2 separate regions of the Bactrocera dorsalis genome follow, and region 2 is linked to region 1. A link is a contact called in public Hi-C data. All regions are on one chromosome and are shown on one strand. Each heading gives the region's core, a stretch centred on a gene start, on an enhancer-like site or on the middle of the called end of the contact. The rest is flanking DNA. Distances are from core to core; before and after follow the strand shown.

Region 1 (4,780 bases), core at 572-3,071:
TCGTCGTGTTGGCTTGAAAGTTATATCAGAGGATCTCAACATCTATGTGTAATGTGATCTATTTAACATGTTTTCATTCGTAACTTTTGCAAAAACGACGTCGATTTAAGGACGTAAAAACGCGCTTGACATTTTATTGTTCAAAGGCAGCAGAAATGGGTTTATGAATATGACCTTGAGGCTGTTCAAAAAATAGGCCGAAACCGAAAAATATCGCGTCAAAGTCGGTGAAAAATCAATGAAATGCTCATCGTTTCTTTTGATTACATTGTGAACCACATCACCATGAATTCGTTTCACAGTGTCAAACGGTTCATAACGAATACTAAAGGGTGATCCATTTCTAGATTATCTATTTAAAAAAAAACACAGTAACTTAAATCTAATCTAAGGGGCTCTATTTCAGGCATCAAATAGTCGGTTATCACGACCGCCATTGACGGTTCGTTCTCATCAATGATTCCACCAGCTCATAAACCACACTAAACAAATGCGACATTTTTGCTTTTTTGCATACCCATTGAGCCAAAACAAAATGCAAAATTATTGCTGAACAACATTTAGCTCGAAAACGTCGGATATTCTTGGAACTTTTCAAGAGCCCGTAAAGCGAAGCGATATCGCTTGGGAAGATAGAGCGGCTTCAGTTCTTGCACAAGTTCTATTTTGTACAATTTAAAACCTCGGTGTAAAATGCGCCCAGTCGTTCAAGTAGCCGCAAACGGCGCCGAATCGACTCTCCACCGTCGTCGGGTACACTCTCAGCTACAGCTGCTATATTTTCTTCATTGCGTGCTGGATATGGTCTATTCGGTCAAATATTATATAGTAATGAATGCTGGGTCTCAAGATGGGTGATGGTATGTCAAATAGTACGCTCAGGAAGTCGATTATGTTGACCATAAGTTGAGGGAGCTGCGCGAAACTCTTTCTTTACAGAACGTGAATTTTCGTAGTAAAGTTAAACGATTTGTAAACTTTGTTCAGGGGTAAGTTTTTCCATGATGATATAGCATACAATACTGAACAAGAATAGCATGGCAGCTTGACACGACTCATGCGTGATCTGTCAAAGAAAGCTATTGAAAAAAGTGCACCTACGGGTGATCAAACTGTTACAACCATAAATGAGAAGTCCAGCGAGAGGGAGTGCCTAATGTTTGGTGGACTCTATGATAGGTTTAATTATCATAAAACAACAAAATGAGCATCACAAATTGAAGAGAAGTTTGGCAAGTCCAACGAAATTAGAGAACACACTCGTGTGCAACAAACACAGATACCATATAAACTTATATATGTATATATATAGAAATATCGACATATTTGCCTAGATTTTTCGCAAATTTCGCAAACAAACAATCCAATTAAAAGCTAGGCGAACACTGCAAGCAAACCAACGAATAAATTATCAATTCTTTTACAACCTGTTTCGTGCCCCTAACTTTATTGAGACTTAATTGAAGAAAATACACTAATATACATACACATATATAAATGAATGTACGTTGATTTACTGGCAGGCAGAATTGATAAGACAAATAAACAAATAATGTACTGTTCTATTGAACAGTGCTGCAGTTGTTGTTGTCGCTGACAAACGAGTAATCAATTGACGTTATACGATCATTTGACGTCCGTAGAAACGACATTGTCTAAACGAAAGCTCAAAGTCATTTTGTTTGTGTGTAAACTAATAGATAATGCAATAACAGTAACAACAATACCAACAACAATTGTAATAGTAATAATAGGCAAGTGAAGCAGTAAATTGAGCATATGGAAAACGCACAACACCTTTTGAACGATCAAGTTCAATGCTGCTCATACGATATGTGCACTGAGGCTAGGCCGCTGCCATTATTTACATTTGTTGAACGGGTGGTACACATGCAAGTTGAAGCAAAAATTATTTCTTTTTAGTTTAGAGGAAAGTTTTTACTAGATTTTAGATAAAGAGGTGCACCGTTAGGAGAGAAACCACGCTCACAATTATCCTAATTATATAATTCACATACTGGGGTATAAAGTCAGCCGGAAGTTCGAAAATTTTTTATATTAGTTATATGGGGGCTAAGGAATTTTGTTGGTGACCCAATTGAACCAATTTTTGACATTCAGATATACTATTATCAGGAAAAGATTCTCTCCGAATTTTTATATATCGCACATATTGACTGATATTTTCTGTAAAAAGTCAGCCATACGGTATGGGGTGCAAATTTTCGATATCTAGGGGCTAGAATATTTTGGTCATATGGTGGCATACTTCAGAGGCACTATTCGTGCAAAGTTTTATGCCGTTATATTAATTACTTCTTGATTTTTAAACTGAAAAATGGAATTTAAAATCGGTTTATATTGTATGAGAAGTAGGCGTGGTTGAAGTCCGACTTTGTCCATTTTCGTATTGTAACATAGGTATGTCAGCTTAATATTATATACCGAATGTGATTGCAATCGGTTGAGCAAGTCCCAAAATATGTGATTTCACCTAAAAGTGAGCAACATCCATAGTTCAATTTTGACCTCGGGTCCTATAAATCCATCTGATACTATCTTGGGGGTATTAAGTTATTGATTTATGGCGCTTTTAGTAGCTTAACAGGGCGGGGTCACACCCAATTTTTTAATTTTTTGCTCACACATGCCCCTTGATACTGCAATCTCCCATATCAAATAACAGCTTTATATCTCTTTTTAGTGCTTTGTTATGGCATTTTATAAGTTGATAAGTGATGATTTGTGGGCGTGGCGGGGGTCCGATTACGCCCGATTGTTTGTAGATGAAACAAAAAACCGTTAGATGAACAAAACTAACGGGTGATTTTTTTGAGGTTAGGATTTTCATGCATTAGTATTTGACAGATCACGTGGGATTTCAGACATGGTGTCAAAGAGAAAGATGCTCAGTATGCTTTGACATTTCATCATGAATAGACTTACTAACGAGCAACGCTTGCAAATCATTGAATTTTATTACCAAAATCAGTGTTCGGTTCGAAATGTGTTTCGCGCGCGTGTTTTGTTCAGCGATGAGGCTCATTTCTGGTTGAATGGCTACGTAAATAAGCAAAATTGCCGCATTTGGGGTGAAGAGCAACCAGAAGCCGTTCAAGAACTGCCCATGCATCCCGAAAAATGCACTGTTTGGTGTGGTTTGTACGCTGGTGGAATCATTGGACCGTATTTTTTCAAAGATGCTGTTGGACGCAACGTTACGGTGAATGGCGATCGCTATCGTTCGATGCTAACAAACTTTTTGTTGCCAAAAATGGAAGAACTGAACTTGGTTGACATGTGGTTTCAACAAGATGGCGCTACATGCCACACAGCTCGCGATTCTATGGCCATTTTGAGGGAAAACTTCGGACAACAATTCATCTCAAGAAATGGACCCGTAAGTTGGCCACCAAGATCATGCGATTTAACGCCTTTAGACTATTTTTTGTGGGGCTACGTCAAGTCTAAAGTCTACAGAAATAAGCCAGCAACTATTCCAGCTTTGGAAGACAACATTTCCGAAGAAATTCGGGCTATTCCGGCCGAAATGCTCGAAAAAGTTGCCCAAAATTGGACTTTCCGAATGGACCACCTAAGACGCAGCCGCGGTCAACATTTAAATGAAATTATCTTCAAAAAGTAAATGTCATGAACCAATCTAACGTTTCAAATAAAGAACCGATGAGATTTTGCAAATTTTATGCGTTTTTTTTTTTTTAAGTTATCAAGCTCTTAAAAAATCACCCTTTATTATACTCTGTAGCAACATGTTGCAAGGTTCAAACCCGAAACCGGTCCCCTATTCCTCTTCTGACTGCTTAACATCCTTGACTTCAACTTGAGCCCTTTTCTATCGCTCTTATTTCGCGATTATAAAATTGTTTTCTTTAAAATCTGTAAAAAGCTAATGTACTAAAATTAGTTATTATAAGCAATCTTCTAAAAAATATAAATATAAATATATATAAAAAACAAGACGTTAAATTTTGTTGCATCGCTTACAAATACTTTGATAGCTCAGATTGTATGATAGCTGTATGCTATAGTAGTTCGATCCCAAAATCACGCAGTTGAGAAAAATGGCCTTCTTTAGAATAAAATTTAAGAGCCATATGTATCTCAAAAACTGAGGAGCTAGTTCGGGTATATATAGATGGATCCACTCAGCTCTTCACGCTGATAGTTTATTTATATATTGTGTTAAAAGAGTACCCGGAAATTGTCATTTAAATTCCCTCGGGTAAATTGGTAGGGCTGTCCTAAATTACTATGCCAAATATGAGCGCGATCTGTCAACCAGTTTCCTTACAGCAGCTGCTTAATTCGGTACACCTCAGTACTGCGTTGCGAGTTTTACCATGGACGAAAATATCGAACGATGATGAAAATATTAAAAGAGTGAAGGATATAGTGCTTGGAAATCGTCAGAAAAGTGCTAGAAAGATGACAAGAAAGCTCGACATTTCGAGCGAGACCGTTTGAATTATTTTGGCGGATATTCTGGGCATGAAACGCGTTCTTACTCGATTCGTCCCGATAAAGCTGAATATTTTTCAAAAAGAGTATCGTAAATAGGTTCCTTTGGACATGCTTGCTCGTGCGAATTCCGATTCGACACTCAAGGAGTGCATTATAACTGCCGATGAGACATGAGCTTAGGAGTTTGACATACAAACAACTCAACAATCATCGGAATGGAGGAAAAAATGGGCCGAAACAAAAAAAAAAAAACAACCACGTCAAAGACACTCAAAAATTATGGTGATGCTCATTGCTT
Region 2 (4,780 bases), core at 1,507-4,006, 100 kb after region 1:
ATGTAGAATTTGGCGACCTCTCATGTGGCGGCCAACTTTCTTCTGCGCCGGCAGCTGGAAGTCTCCTCGCGGCCGGGCACACGCAGCCACAGAGCGCCATCCGCCGCCGCGGCCACACCGCCCAATGCGACCTCGGCGACGCGCTTTTTAACCGCAGATGCGGGAATGGCGTTGGCGCTGTTGCTGGCGGCGTTGGCGGTGGCGGAGGTGGCATTGAAGCTGGCTGCTGTGGCCTCAGTCAAGTTGCAGTACATCGCAGTTGGCGTACGTGGCCTGTGTGTTGCACTGCAAACGCGTGTGTATGTGTGTGTATATGTGCTGGCGGATACGTTTGTGCCGTTATATATATATGTGTGTGTGTGTCGAGCGCGCGCTTAGCTGCCACACGCTTTCACATCGCTGACAAAAACGCAATCAGACAAAATATATGCTTGCTGCTAGCAATTTTACTATTCTTGTTGTTGTTTACAGCTTTTGCATGTAAGTTAAGGCAACAATGGTGAAAACTCTGCTAACTTGAGTGGCTCAAGGCGGCGCTACACAACGCTTAAGTCGCCCAATCGGTGCCTCGTCCACACACGACCACGACGGCCGCTTAGTACTGGCCCGTGGGATCGAGGTAGGCGCTCGCCTGTTGTTGGCCGTAGCGTCGTGTGGCGGAGGCGGATGTGTTCGATGCAGAGGATATGGTGGGCGAAGCCGGGCTACCAGCGCTGGTGGGCGGTCGCAAATAGGTGCCAGTTGGATCGAGTATGAGCATTTTGGCTAATTGAATTTTCACTTGGCGTTTGGCAAAAGTTTAAATGCAACAAAAAGTGCGCTTGTTTGCAGGTTGTGGAAAGGTTTGCGCAAAAAATCGACTTAACGGCGAAATTAGTAGGTGCCGGTGGGATCCAAAGTGATATCCATGTTTGTCAAAATTTCAGTGAGAATTATTTAAAAGGAAGTTAATTAAAGTTTATAGCAACTTTTTACGGTATTAAAAATTTTTTAAAATATTTCAAAATTTTTTTTTCGAAAATTTTCAAAAACAAAAATTTTAATGTTGAAAATTGAATTTTTTGAAAATATGTTGAAATTTTAATTTTTTGACTTTACTTTAATTTTCAAAGCGTTTTTCAAAAGTTTAAAATTTTTTTTCTTTAATTTTCAGAACTTTTCTCAACTCTTTTTAACTTCTTTCAGGTTTTTTTCGCACAATTTTTAGTTTTCTTATTTTTTTCTTCTTCTTCAGCTGTGTGCAAACTAATTTGCCTCAATATTGACCAGTGGGATCTAGATAACCTGCCATTGTGATAAACTATTTTAAATAATTATGTAAATTTACAACAACTACAAAGTTATCTACGAACAATTCGCTTGCTAGCTTGCTTACTTAGCTACCTTATCGCCGCTTATCTGCTGCCTTCGTCCGCGCGTGTTAGTCAAAACAGCTGATTGTCGATCGTGTCTGCGAACTTGTCTGCTGACGTCGTTCTAACGCTGCTCCTTTTGTCTTGCCGCTAAGCGCTTAAGCTTGTCTGCTGCTGCTTATAGCTTGCTTTTGGCTGCTTGCTGCTCAGTATTGGCCAGTGGGATCCAAGTATTGAGCCATTGTGCCAAATAATTTTAATGAAATATTTATATTTGAAATATTTATATGATGACCGTATCGGGTTTTTCGTGCGCGCTGTGCTTCTTGCTTTTATTAAGTTCTTTTTCAGCTTCTCTGTTTATTTTGGGAGTTTGGTTATTTTTTTGTTTGCGTTTGTCGCTTTGTCGCCGGGCCTCGTGTTTTAAGTTTTTGTTTTATTATCACAAAAGACAGCAACAATTTTTTTTGTTCGCCGAAATAGCAACAAATAACGCGAGTGTGTGTATGAATGGCGCTGCTCGTAGCTTATGTGGTTGTGGGGCTCGTTATGGACCTGCTAGTTCGGTTCTATGCCGCCGTAGTACTTCTGCGCCACACGTTCGTCGAGCTCTAGCTATCTATGTTTAACAGCGTTTTGTAAGTTTTTGTGTTTGCGAACGTCGCGCTGCCGTCGTATGTGTTGGCTGGTATGAGCGTGCGTGTTTGTGATTTGTTTAAAGAAGTCACTGACACTTAAAATCCATTAAATTCTTTGGATTGTAGTCTTTTGTTTATAAATATTTTTAAAAGTTTATTGTTCTTTTTTTTTGATTACAGAATCTCAAAGCAAATGTCTTTGTAAGATTCTTTCGTTGAAGTTTTGCAAGGATGCTTCAACTATGACACTTTTCACGTTTGTTATTAGTTCTTTTTGAGTTTTAATTTTTTTTTTTTTCAAAAATTCTTCAGCTCTATTTTCAGTTGTATGTTTAAGAAAATCTCTTTTATAAATTCAAAAATAAAGTATCAACTCTTCGCACGTCTTTCGCTTTATCACACAGTACAAATGCGTTACTAAATAACTTAAACACTCAAGTGATCTTGACTCGTCGAGCGGTGTCGAACTTATGTTGTGATTTTCGTCAAGTCGTAAGCTTAAATTCTCCGCGCTCCCAAAAAGGTTTCGTGCAATTTTCTGCCGTCAGCGCTGACGTCGCAGCTGTCGCACAATCAGCGCTCACCAATACCAACTGAGTTGGCTAGCGTGCACTGCGCTCGTATGCGGAGAATTGCGAGTGAATGAGAGAGCGCCAACCAAAAGCAAAAGCCAAAAGGTAAATTTCATGTAGCTGTGTACGTGCGAAGGTGTACGATCTGCACATCCATCGGCATCGTACTGCGCATGTATGTGGTGCAGAGTGTACAAAAGAGTCGGGTTACGTTGACGGCTGCTGCAGCGCGCGCTTGGCGCTGCATGATCTTCACGCACGTACGACCGGCCGGCTCCAGGTGAGCGAGATGCCGGCACTCTTATCACTGCAAGCGCACGAGTCTGGCTTAGGTGTTCGCCAGCTTCGCTGCATATTTTTACACCATCTCTTTCACTCTCTTGCCGGCTAACTAGATTTCACTCTCTTAGGCCGGCGCTGGCCACGTTAGTTGGCTAGAATGAGAGCGTTGTATGGGAATGTGTCTGTATCGGATCGTGATTCTGCTGCATCAATCTTTTCTATGTAGAAGTCTTCCACATAGGTGTGTGCATGTGTGTGTGTGTGTTACACTCGGCGCTGCTATTGCAAGCGTTCTGATATGTGCGCGTGGGCCGTTTCAGCAGCAGTTGACTCTGCTCTGCGCGCAATTGAATTATGCTTTTTTTATTGCATTTATTACTCTTGTTATTGTTACTGCATATCGTCTTTGTTCGCTCATAATTTTGTCGCTGTGTTTGTGTCTCTATTTCTTTGGTCGCGTGTGTGCGTTTGTTTGTGTGCCAGACCAGACCTCGTTCGCGGTCTTGATCTCAGCCACGGTCTCAGTTTCATTCAGAAACAGCTGTTTATGCCATTGTCGTTGTGCCGACGCTCGTTATAACATACCTGTGTTTTGTGTGTTTTTTTTGGCTTTTGAGGATTGAAGCCATTCAGGTAGCCACCGAAATTTCATTGTTGGTTCTAAGTCAAGGCATTTCTTATTGGTTAATTGCGTACAAAGAGCTCTCATTTTGATTTGTTCTTTTTTCATTTGACTTGTATTTGGCTGTTCACATATGTGTTTGTATGTGTGTGTTGGGTTAATTTGGTTATCCTTTTCTTAAGAAATATTCGTTGCGCTGCTGGCATTTGAAGGCGACCATATAGAACGTATTGCCTACACATGGCTCCACCCATCATGTTATACTTTTAAAATATTCATTTTATTATACTTTCATTATTTTAATATATTATTCAAAATCTTAAGATTAGTTGGTTGTCTCCAGTAAAATTCCTTGCGTCGTTCATTAATTAAGGACTATATCGCTCATTTGCTGCAAGACCGGCATAAATCAAAAAACGTGATTTTTGAGTTAATGCTGCAGAATTGTTCGTTATATCATACTTCATGTTGAGTGAAAAATTCATATGAATACCTTTTATATGCTCCGCTTGAAAAGAGGTGTAAGGTTGGAGTCAGTTGAAAACTTTTAACGCGTTTTCTGGAAAATCGATTTTTTTGACTTATGCCGGTCTTGCAGCATATGTCTTCAAGGCAATGACCATTTGGAAAAAATACTGTGTCCTTAAATTCGTTTCATTCTTAAAAACACATTGTTAAAAACAAAAAAAAAAAAAACAAGAAAAAGCTGTCATGCTCTCCACAAATACAAAAGATCCTATTTGAATCATTTCTTCGGAGCTTGCATCATGACATGAGGATATCTCCTCAAATGCAAAAGCTTTCCATACAAGCATTTGATAACAATCGTTCAGTTTGTCTGGCAGCTACATATATAACAGGTGGCGCAAAAATAACCTTCCGATGTTTTTTTAGAAAATGGAAAACTTCTTTTAAAAAATGAAAATCTTTGAATTCTGTTTGTGTATTATTTTTATTTGGTATTTTAAATTTTTTTCCATTAAGTCGAGAATATATCATGTAAATGGCCGCCGCCACAGTTGATTGTCATTTGATCTCTTCTTATGCCATTTTCCATCACTTTGACCAGAACTTTCGGCGATAGGTCCTCACATTCCTTACGGATATTATCTTTAAGAGCTACAAGAGCCTTAAGCTTGTTGATATAAACCCGCTACTTCAAAAAGCCCCACAAAAACAAGCGGTCAAATCAGGCGATCTTCCTGGCCAGTGCAAATCGCCAAAACGAGAGATTAGGCGCCCCGGAAATGCATTCTTCGACATATCGATTATTGCACGCAGTGTAGCATACCATTGCTTATTTAAAAAGTATAT

Evidence for each region. A called contact is a pair of places that touch in the nucleus more often than the background predicts.
Region 2: a Hi-C map of whole body shows a contact between it and region 1, with 6 times the contacts expected there. The contact joins two enhancer-like sites. A contact is called at or near these places in 2 of 2 Hi-C or Micro-C datasets (both in whole body).

The regions. Positions count from the first base shown.
Region 1 is chr2:36,170,095-36,174,874 of ASM2337382v1, forward strand. No RefSeq gene overlaps it. Among protein-coding and RNA genes, the nearest start is that of LOC105226339, 20 kb to the left of the region's middle. Within about 2 kb of position 1,822, the one cell type or tissue checked has open chromatin away from gene starts, as enhancers often do.
Region 2 is chr2:36,273,940-36,278,719 of ASM2337382v1, forward strand. No RefSeq gene overlaps it. Among protein-coding and RNA genes, the nearest start is that of Trnaf-gaa, 90 kb to the right of the region's middle. Within about 2 kb of position 2,757, the one cell type or tissue checked has open chromatin away from gene starts, as enhancers often do.